Regions from separate parts of the Zea mays genome. Here region 2 is linked to region 1. A link is a contact called in public Hi-C data. All regions are on one chromosome and are shown on one strand. The core of a region is the stretch at or near the end of the contact, and the rest is flanking DNA. Distances in the headings are between cores, read along the strand shown.

Evidence for each region. A called contact is a pair of places that touch in the nucleus more often than the background predicts.
Region 2: a Hi-C map of tassel shows a contact between it and region 1, with 2.8 times the contacts expected there. The contact joins the enhancer-like site here to the promoter of LOC100279534 in region 1. A contact is called at or near these places in 2 of 25 Hi-C or Micro-C datasets (ear and tassel).

Annotation. Positions count from the first base shown.
Region 1 is chr3:44,254,273-44,260,186 of Zm-B73-REFERENCE-NAM-5.0, forward strand. LOC100279534 reads right to left here and starts at 2,138. Exons shown (of 16, transcript NM_001152532.1): 1 at 1,949-2,138; 2 at 1,731-1,844; 3 at 1,465-1,560; 4 at 1,035-1,274; 5 at 747-925. The coding sequence starts at 2,042.
Region 2 is chr3:44,467,166-44,473,079 of Zm-B73-REFERENCE-NAM-5.0, forward strand. No RefSeq gene overlaps it. Among protein-coding and RNA genes, the nearest start is that of LOC111591156, 70 kb to the right of the region's middle. Within about 2 kb of position 3,701, at least 16 of the 20 cell types and tissues checked have an H3K27ac peak or open chromatin away from gene starts, as enhancers often do. A contact at or near this core is called in ear and tassel, where this site is marked.

The DNA of each region.
Region 1 (5,914 bases), core at 888-3,387:
AGGAGAGGGAGAAATGGCAACTTGCTGGTGCCAAGGGTTTAACCTATCTGGCTGCAGCTGCACCGCTCTCTATTTCTTAGGGCAGATCTTCAAAGGGTTGTTTTTTAGTGTCCCTATGGACTATTTTGTGTATGCATGTTTCTGGCCTCCGTAAGGAGTGTCTTGTATCCAGGGTCCTATTTTGGCCCTTTCTCCCTCTGCTACAATATAATGGGCCGCAGTTCTCCTGCACTTTTCGAGGAAAAAAAGATCGACCTGCCTAGGTGCAGGCCCCCAGGCCAGGGTGCCAACCAAAACACAACCTATATGGTTCACAATGGTTGTAATCTCTATGTTTCACAGTATTGGAGCATCCTTGTGAAATGTGATTCCACAAGATACAAAACAAGAATAATGGAACACCAATATCCAGAGAATATGGGGAGCTTCAAAATAAGGTAACACTTTAAAATGTTGTTTCAAAGTGGAATAACAAATGATATATAAGGTAACTGTGAAGTTAAACCAAGTACGGATCTTGATTACTAATGTAAATAATTTGATACTCAAATGCATACAGTTGTTTGATAATAAGCACACTAAATTTGTGTTAGACATGCTTGGCATGCTAACAGCCTAACACCCAACTTAAGGCCATTATTTAATGTCACAGAGAAGGAAGATATAATTTTCAGACTGAGTTAAGAGTAATCAGCAAAAGAAAAGGTGAATAGGAAGGCAACTATAAAATAGAACGAAATGCCAACCTTGTTTTCACCTTCTTGCAGATGATCATGAATTTCCTTAGAATCTACATCCCGAGAGGCATCAAGCGCTCCCTTTTCAACAGCAGCTTGCTTTTCATCTTCTTCTTTTGTTCTCTTTTCTTCCTTCTCTTTTCTTAAACGCTCTTCTTCCTCTGCATTCTCTATTAATTTCTTTTGCTCTACAGAGATGGGAAGACATTTCAACAACAAAGCTACAGAAACCATGCATTTGTTCCATATACCACACTTTGACAGATGGCTCGAGACCAATGGATACAAAGGCCAAACCTTTGAGTTTATCAACAAGTCCTTGGAGCATTTTCTCTTCGCCCTTCAATTTTGCTAAATCTGCTTCATCTTTAGCAAAAGCCTCTTTTGCCCTTTCAACTTCCTGTTTCCGAATAACAACACCATTTTCGTATGTAGCAATTTTCTTCTTCAATTTCTCCCTTGCCACCTTTCCAGCCTCCCAGCAAGTGTTCTTACAGGTGACATTGCTGTCATATTCATCACTCCCATCACAGCAATCTAGAAGGTGGGAAGGAACAGATACTGAGAATTAGTCGCCTAGCGGAAATTCAGCAAAAGAGCTACGATACATGAATCAAGAGCTCCAATGAATTTCACAGTATGTACCTTGCACATGCATATTTTTTAACAAAACAAGTAAACAATGAACCCAACAATGCCAATAACTATGACCCTCTTAGGCTCTTACCACAAATGCCGTCATTCACTCGTGACGAGAAGATCGTGACTGGAGTGTGGCCTGCATTCTTGCAGTAGAATTTCGCCTCAGGGCATGCAGATGTCCCTGCATGCAAGAGTCATAATTCAGCTATATAACAAACAAACACATAGTGATGTCACAACACACAAAAATCTAAATGACAGATCCTAAATCTCTCGCAATTTAAGACTAGCAACGCGTCCACAGTAGCCCAGAATAGAGAAATCCTTTCAGGCAAGGAGAATGAGCAGTACCGGGCTCGTCGGTGCCGTCGGGGCAGTCGCAGAAGTCGTCGTTGAGCTGGTCCCTGGAAAACCTGCCCGATCCGTCCCTGCATTTGATCACGCCGCCTATGTAGTACGCCTCATCTGCAACCCCGAGAAATGTTGAATCAAGAACCACATCAACAGAAGACAACAGAAAAATATGGGATGAAAGATAGCAGTGCAGGCGTGGACAGATCCGGTTGAACCTTGCGGTGGTATGCCCAGAGAGTCGAGAGGCGGCTTGGACTCCACCACCGCGGCGATACAAAGGACGAGGGAGCCGCCGAGGAGGCGCCTCATGCCTGCGCAGCGCACGGAGGAGGGTCAAGAGGGAGGAGCAGATCGGCGGTGGCTCGCTTTGGAGCGCTCGAGTCTGAGTTCTACTGTTCTTCAGGCTAGGCCGTCGATAATAAAAAATAAAAAAACACGGTTTAATCTCTACTTAAAACACTAGTTTCAACGTCTTGCATCATCTTTTTACAAAAAAATCATACATTTCTTTCAAATTAACTCAGCATAAATGTTAAAAAAAGTCATTTTCGCTCTATAAATCTCTACTGTACTTAAAACACTAGTTTCAACAGTCGTCCTACATCATCTTTTACAAAAAAAAATCCTTACATTTCTTTAAAATTAACTCAATGTAAAATGTTAAAAAACGGTGTAGGATGTCTAACGAGTATAACATCATGCTCAGGTGTTTATAATATTGAATATAAATTATACATATGTATATATGATTTTTTGTAAAATAAAAAATAATTGTGTCGGGCCGGGCCAGCACTACGGGCCGAGGCTACGGCCCAAGCACCGCACGACGCTTGTGTCGGGTTGGCCCAGGCACTACTAAATGGGTCGTGCATAGGTCTGGCTCGTCAGACACGAGCCATTTGGCCATCTATACCTCTGCACGATAATGATGGTTTTCGTCTCAGTTGCCACCACATCTTTCGCCATTCTACTTCTTTTCTCTCTCCCCTCATGCCTCCACCTCTGCGCCACCCCATTCTCGGCAGAGGGCGTAGGAGCATGCGCCTCCTCCCTGTATCCGTCTGACACCAGTCCGACACTGACTCTCGCAGTGGCTATTGCACGTCCACGAGGACGTTTCACATCATGCATGCACCATAGTTTTCGCCGTCGTCGGACGTCTCGTTTGTCTTTCCGGCCTTCGCACTGTTCTTCCTCCCAACCTGCTGCCCTCGCCCACGGTCACAACCGGCCGACCAACACTCGTCGACGTGGGTACGGCGCGAGTTGGTCATGCTCCTAGCCTTTCTCCGTGCGTGCCGTCGAGGAGAACATGGTGGCGCCTGCCACGCTTAGGTTATCTTGGCGATTAGGAGTCCAGGTCTGAGATATTGAACAACCAAGGCCCGTAGCGTGGCAGCAGTCGGCATATGCTACGAAGTTGGTGGTGGTGTTGTGTTGCTTCGGCGGATCCAGGGCTGGGAGGACACTCGCATTCCCTCGCCCTTCTCGGATTGACGCCTAGTGTGGGTGCCTCTCGGTTTGGAGCTGCTCCAGCTGGACTTCTTTGTAATACCCAAATTGTAGATATAATATAAAAGGAGAAAAGTTATTTTCCTTTTATCTATATGTGTGTGTTGTATCTACTTACTATCACAAGTGAACACCTCATTTAAAAACAAAGGATTAATAAAAGTCATTAAATTGTGCATCATGCTGGAGTTTAATTGTTTGTGCATTTAATAATAAAGAAAATATTAATAAGGTTACATTAATGATGTGAATTGAGGATTAAAACCTAATTCAAATCTTAGAATTTGGGAATAAAAATGTAAAGTTATTCAATATAAAATAATATTAAAATTGAATAACTTCACCACATGATGGTGTGACTAAATTGCATAGTTAACGTGAACTTGAATTTGCACTTAAGTGGAATTCAAAATTTAAATTCAAATGAATTAGGAATAAAGAAGAAAGCAGAAAAAAGAGAAATACCCCTCCCCAAACTGTTCCATGGGCCGATTTCTCTGCTTCCGGTCCACCTTCTTTCCTAGATCGCGCGGCCCATAACCCGCGTCCCCCTTATACGCTGACAGATAACCCAGCCGTTATCCTCACACACGCGCTCGCTGCTCTCGCCTTGGGCCACTGGATCGCGGGGTCCGCGCTGTCAGTCACACGCATGCGCCTTGGTGATACTTCACGCCGACAGGTGGGGTCCCTTGACCAGATCCTCCTTCCCCACCACATGTGCCGCTCGGACCGGAACCAGAAGCCGCCCGGATTTTTTTGAGCGCCGTGGGGGAATAACAGAATCTGACTTCCCTGATGATCTTGGGCAACCTCCGCGCGGCCTATATATGGATGCGTACGTCGTCGCCCTTTGTTTTTCCCTTCCTATAAACCGCCGCCATACGCGCCTCGCCTAGGACCGGAGGTTTTCCGCCGCCACTGTGAATTTGCGGTGGCGTCCGCGTCGTGTTCCTTGGGCTGGGGCAGGGAGCTATGCTTCGTCTTCCTGGGGTTGTCGGTCGTCTTCGCGACAAGAAGGGACCACTCGGCTGATGGTAATTCCTCACCGGAATTGCAGCACCGCCGCGCCATCACACTGCTCCGTGGGCTGGGGTCTCGACTGGTCGTACCGAGGTGATTAACCACTTCACAACTCTATTTTTCCATCTCCTTCGCGTAGCTTTGCCCGATTTGAACTTAGAGGTCTAGGTCGCCTACTTTGGGTGCGCCGGTGAGCTCCACGGCCGCAGGGATTCCGGCGGCTCTGCCCTGACAGTGTCGGGGTAGGGAGATGGGTCGTGACCGTTGGTGCCCCCTCGGACGGCTTAGATTAGATCCCGTGCGCTGATAGGGTGGAAAGTGTGCTGGACCGTTTGATCGGGATCGAGGGGTCCGAGTTGTATTTGTGTAATGAAATCCTGGCCGTGTATTGAGGATCCGAGGGCGGGTATCGTGTACCGGTTCGCAGAGTGGGTAATCTAATTTGAGCCACAAGATCTAGATCCTACGGACGATACTAGAGAATACCCTTTCGCGGCGCTAATCTTACAAAAGAGACCCCCTATTATTTTAGATTGAACCCGCAGTCCTATGTCAGGGTCGCATGTGTCTGGGATTTATTTGCGCCAGAGTCCCTGCCCTTTTCTGAATTTGAGGCCCAGTCCAGGAAATTAAGAAATTCGGGAAACTAAATAGAAAATAGATTATTAATATATAAATAAGTGCTAGAATTTATAAAATTCATAGAAAATTTATTTTTAGTCCAAATTACCCCATTCCAGTTTCTAAAATTTTGTAATATTATTTTCTGTCAGCTAGAGTCTTTGTTTTGGTATGAAAACAGTAAGAAAATTAATACCTCATTTAATCCTATTTCAAGCACATAAAACCTTTGGAAATTCATATCTTAAAATCTATAACTCCAAAAATTATGATTCCTGTTCCTAGGATTTTATTTTAATGTGTAGATTATTATTATGTATTTTGTTTACATGTTTGGTGTGATGTTAATTTTCTCTATATATTGTGCTTGTTTGTATTGTTGCGAGTAGAAGAGTCTGTGACTGAGGATCCTGGTGAGCAGCAGATAGAAGTAGCTGAGCAGGAGCTCATTGAAGGCAAGTTGTGCCCTTGACCATTTTTTACTCAATAATGTTCTTTAATATCACTTATTCATGCATAGGTTTAATTTTGATGGGACCCAATAGGTCACCCTAGATTGTGTATCTCTTTACCTTGTTATCCCTGAATCACTTGGGTAGTTTTGCTATTGCTTTACATGGTTTTGGGATAAATATTTCATTATATCCATGTTCCAGTTATTTTGTTATTCTATTTATGTTCATGTCAAGATCATTAATGTTAATTGGAACATGGAGCTTAACTTGAGAAACACGTGCCACCACAAGGGTTTAATGGGACGCCCTTGGCCAACTAACTAGGAAAGCTAGTGGAAGACTACCTTACCCGAAAGGGGCAAGGGCAGTAGGGGATTACATGCAAGGAGGTTCTCGGGTTGATTTTTCTGCGATGACGGTCAGACGGGGGATTCCTGCAAGTGCTCTTCCCATAAACTGTAGCGGGTTTTCGGAAGCTAGTGGAACTTTGTAAAGGCCTCGTAGTGGATCCCTAGCCATTCACCTCGGTAGTGTCTAAGGGTCTAGCTAACCCTGGCGACATGGGATACA
Region 2 (5,914 bases), core at 2,451-4,950, 210 kb after region 1:
AATTCACAATGTGCAAACTAGGTTTTGTCTAAGTGTTGCTATCTCTACCACAAAAGTTAAGTTTCAATCTAAAAAATCTAACTAAAAAGACAAGATTGAAATTTAAATGCTTAATGTTAATGCGGAAGCTGAAGAGAAGGTAGAGATGCAAACTCTCGTGGAAGACGCCAGTATTTTTACCGAGGTATCCGGAACCGCGCAAGGTCCCGACTAATCCTCGTTGGTGCCCCCTACGCAAAGGGAAGCCCACGCGAGGGCCAAGCGCCTCGATCGAGTAACTCCGTAGAGAGCCGAGGGCCTTCTCCACGTGCAAGTGGTGCTCCGCTTCCGGCTCCTCTTGGACGCAACCCGCCGTCTCCACTATCGAGCTTCTGACTGAAAACGTCGCGTGCCTCGTTCCCTTCGGTACATGGTGGCGGCTATGACACAAACGCGGTTGTCACGGTTTCGCAAGACTCTCGCCCACTCGGTAAAATTACAACGGCTCGCACAAGAGCCGAGGGATTGCGTGGTTTATCTATACTCACTCAACTAACTAGGATTCACCTAGAGCAAGCTCTAGAGTGGTCTAACTAACCTAAGCACTTCGTAAAGCACCTACGCTAATCACCGAGTTATTCTATTAAGCACTTGGGTGTATGAGCTCTTGGAAATATGAACTATGTGCCTTGGTATGTCTCTTGGGCTCCCACACCTTGGAATGGCCGGTTGGGGTGTATTTATAGCCCCCAACACAAAACTAGCCATTGGAGAAAAGTTGTTCTCTCTCTGCGGCACACCAGACAGTCCGGTGGTGCATCGGACAACACACTTTTCACTGTCTGGTGCGCCTAGCCGTTGGCCAGACACTGCAGACTACCGTTGGCACGCAGGCTTTTTACATCGGACACTTTGGACTTCACATCGGACAGTATGGTGGTCTTCTCTCCACAGTGCCACCTGGAACTAGTCGTTGGGCTAGTGTTCCCTGGTGCACCGGACAGTCCGGTGCTCCAGACCAGACAGTCCACAGGCAACAGTTCCTTTGTTTTTTGGACTTCACTTGATCTTCATAATGTCTTTTCTTTTGAGGTGTTGCTTTCCTCAATGTCTTGGTCCAAGTAACTTTAGCATCTTATGAACTACAACCACAAACACTAGCAAACATATTAGTCCACAAGTTATATTGATCATCAAACACCAAAACCTATTGAGCCAAATGGCCCGGGGTCCATTTTCCTTACACCTTTTCCCTCTTCATTTCCATGCTTTATTTTTCAACAACCCTTTTCCTCTTTTACATGTAAAATTGAGTAAAACATTTCATCAAATTTGGGGGGAAAAGAGGGGGCGCACGATCTCCATCGCCTTAGATGTTTGCATTTGCAAATGGGGATTGCAAGGAAAATGGTCTGTGGCCCATTTAATTAAAGGTTTTGATGTTTGATGATCAACATAACCATCAAACGTGTATGTGTGCACTAGATGACACATCAGATAGGGAAATCGGTAAGCCTTGTAGAACATACACTAGCATCTACAACACACCGGATGTGTCCAGTGGCACACTGGATCCCACACCGGATACGACACCTAGTAAGGGTTGCAAAGTGAAATCGGGCTAGGTATAACCCACCAAACATGTATAGTGTCACACTGGTGACACACCAGATACATAGAGGCTAAATAGTCGCCAACGGCTAGCTCATAATAGTTATATGATGTGGAAGGCAGAAGATGTGTCTAGTGGCACATTAGACATGTTTGGCGTGGTATAGAAAAGTCCACCACTTTCTATTGGCTCTTTTGGGCTTGGGCCTATAAATACCACCCCATCTAGCATTTTTTTTTCATTTATGGGTGATGAGAAACATAGTGTGAGTTAACACTCCATTCCTTCAGCATTAGTGCTTCGCAAAGTGCATAAGTTAGTTAGACCGCTTAATAGCGCTTGCTCTAGGTTATGCCTAGTTGACTAAAGTGAGGTTAGACACTCTCAAACCATTGGTGCTTGCATGCACCATTATATCTATCGACACTTGCGTGTGTTGGTGTAGTTGTACCGGGTATTAAGCATATATACCAGGGGTACCTAAGACACTCCAACAATGAGGATGCTAACTTATGGACTCGATGAACTCAGACTCTGTCTAGGGAACTCAGACTCAAACACTAGGGTACTCAGCCCACATGTTAGAACATGGTCTACCTACATGAACAAGGGAAGATGATGATTCATGATAGGGATGATATCTTTGAAACAACAACATATCCTGATTTATAAGGGAGTCCACATATAAAGATAATATAAGTCCCCTTTGCTTTTAGAAGGTAGTCGTTTTAGACTGATCTCCATCCTTATCTAGCAGCTTCTAGATAGGCTTTCTCTAACCAACTGCACCTCTTTAGACTATAAGAAGGTAGCGCCCATCCAGGATAGATCATCTGATCATATTGTAAAGGCAATACATACTGCAACACACATGACATAGGGTAATCTCGTATTGAGAGTCCGAACCTATTTATATCTTCTTGTTTTGTGCATTCACCTTTAGTTCTCAATCTCATGATCCACCCTATAAATTCATTATGGAAATTTCCTCGACAGTTGGCGCGTCTGGTAGGGGTGATCATGCTGGTCACTATAGATTTGATGGAAACAATAAGCTCACATCAGGATATATAGGAGATCTTCGGCAACCTCAAGTTCATCGGTGCCATGTTGGGGAATCCCAAGCTAGCATGCGCCTGAATGCCTGATGCCCCTATGATCTCGGAAATCTTCCTCGGCATGCCCCCACTTCATAACGACATGCCTGGGAACCTAAGGTTAACACTTGACGCCCACGATGACTTCGGCATCAGGAGTTTCAGATCGATTAGATCCAATTTGCATGGTGGCACGGTATCCACCATAGCAATTGTTTGAACTCGGACTTCGCACCGACTCAGACAGTTGCGACGACTCAGACCCTAAATACTCGGGGGCTGAGTTCGTGTTCGTAGCGGACTCCAGACGAGACGAGCAGCCATCCTCAGGGGCAGATAGCTCCACGACGAGAAGACGATGGATCCAAGAAGACCGACACTAGAGTGGGCGGGATGTCCATGACCAGATTCAGATGGTCAAATTCCAGGGGCAATCGGTCTATGCCACTTTGATGCAAAACTTTGCGATGACCAAGCTCCCGCTGGACGAGATTACTCCACTCCCCAAGGACAATCCACATGTCATTGAAGACCTAAAGACGCTGCGGTATATGTGGGAACCAACACGGCTCAGAGGTCGGTGTAGGCCGGATAAGTGCGGGTAAACACAAGATCCAGTCATATATACCCGAGGCGAGACATACTCTGAACACCTTGAGAGCCGCAGGCGGTACAACTTTGCATACCATCTAAACCTAGGCATAAAATCCGAGCCTGAAGCCCTAAACTCGCAATACTTAAGCTCATACTCGTTTGGTCCGAAGCCCGATGCCCGAATGGTTCCAGCGGGTATCGAAACTAAATACCCGATTTTAATTTGGGTTTAATCGAGTAACAGACTGTGAGACCCGAACTACCCATAGAACTAGAATTTTTTTCGGGTCCATCAAACCCAAAGCAACCCACCAAACTCCGAATCCGATGCGCTAAGCCCCAACCCCAGACCCGAGCGGGCCTGAATCACCGGGCAGTTGGGCAGTTGGCCACGACGCCACACAGAGAACTGAGAAGACCCCTGTATGTGTGCAGTGTGCTGCTAGAACTGGCTGGACCTAGACGTGTGGACAGTAGAGTGGACTGGAGGACTATACCGCTTGTACGCGTGCAGTGTGCTGGCTGCTGTGTTGATTTTTTGCTGCTCGCCTGGACGCATGTGTTGCATGCCTGCCTTGCGCCCATGGTGTTGCTGAGTTGCTGGACTTTGAGTGTGGGACTTTGTGTGGAGACTAGAGAATCAATTAGTGGATTGTCAGGCCGTGGACGTGTGCACTGTGCTTGGCTGGTAGCTTTATTGAGCCGGCTTGTTGTCTGTTTATATTAAATATTGTGTCATTTGCTGTCGTAATATACTATATGCTGTTTATAAATCTGAATAACTAATATATTGCATATTGTTTGGAATCGGGTATAACAGGCTACTCATACCAGAACCCGAATATTCTGGGTAGCTGAATTTTCAGGCTTAGTTTAGATAGATATGTATTCGGATATTGTTTATGAAAGCCTGAACTTTTAAAAGCCCGCCCAAAAATTCGGACTAACCCGAATGTCCAGACTGACATCACCGACAAAGGACTTCATTCATTCGCCGAGAAAGGGCTCGGACTCCATAGTCACCGTGATGCATTTTAAGCCTAAATGCTAGTTTGAGAACCTTAAATCTTCTTCGAGATTGGAGGAAATTGAGGTGGAAATGAACCAATTTTCTCTTCAATTTTCTTCAATCACAAGGAAGATTTAACTTTCCAAACTAATCCTAATATAAGCGGAACAAACAACTGTTGGGCGATAAGCCACCATGAGCTCAGGTGCAGAGGATGGTTCGCCCATTAGTGGCTTGATTTTCATCCCACGAGAGCCCCCGTCTTGATCGTCTAGTCGGCCGCCACGGTCGTCATTCGCTGCTTCGTCTGCCTGAGATCGTATCTCGTGCTTTCCGTAGCTAGGAACGAGTACAACGACCATCCATGCATGTACGAGTACCACTACTAGTCTAGTCCAGATCATCCCCTGTTTGTGTGCACTGCGTAGATGATATTACGAACACGTTTGGTTCACTTTTTTATGAGCAGTTTTTTTCTGAGAATTTAGCTAAGAAAAATCTAGCTTTGGAGAGAATCTAAGTACCGTGTGAAGAAAGATAAAAGTATTCGTTGAGTTAAAGATATAGAAAGTGATGAATTTCTACTATTACAATGATTTGATCAATCATGTGTTTATATTGATTTTAGATGATTTTTGCAAATTGATTTTTATATTAACTAGCTAAAAAATAGATCGTTTAATAGTTCGTAGCAATTTTGGTGACCAGAAGCTAAAAACTATTAATCAAATGTACTCCTATAAATATCTATTATATATACCTTGGACTCATCCACGTGCTCACACTGCTCACCTACAGTCAAGTCGATATCATATCCTATTTGCGTCAGATTTGGATAGCGCCGTTTCACTAGCCAGCTACCTTCTCGGTTATTGTGCGGTGGATTATTGTTGTGTTCTCGAATATTTATTGTCTGTTAATTTATCTTTGAATTAAAATGTGATAAATAAAAAAAACAGAGGGAGTACGTGTGTTATCAGACTTGCATGGTGCGTGCCAAAATGCCAGACACGTACGTACACACCTAACATACTTAACAGTGCGATCGATGTGCAAATGCACTATATGGACCTCTCTACACGTATGTGTGTGATGATGACCAAAGAGAGACGAAAAAGGAGGCGAATGTGCGGCGCCAAACCGTAGATATCCATGATCTCCCTTGAGTATGTTTGGTGGAGGTGACACGCACTTGTGATCTTCCAACCGCTGTCCCAACGGGATATATAATTATGATGTCGTAACTCGTAACTATGGTTTGGTTTGGGTTTTTTTTGTCGAAGATTATTGCGGATGAATATATATATACACTGTCTCGTCATGCACTGACGAGTCACTTATAATTGCGTATGTGGGGTCAAAGTAATAGAAATGTTATACAAATATAGTGTGAATTATATTGACTAAACAGTATTGATTTTGTAATATTACTAATATGTGCCATTATATATAGTAAAATTGTAACTAATTATTCTGTATACTAATGATGTTGCCGTGGTACCATGCTAGAATATTTGGGTGGACCCATTTATCTGATACAAGGAAAATTGTGAGAGGATAAGGTGGAGATATTGCCATGGCATGAATGATAAATTATTAGTAACAGACATTTTTATGACTTGA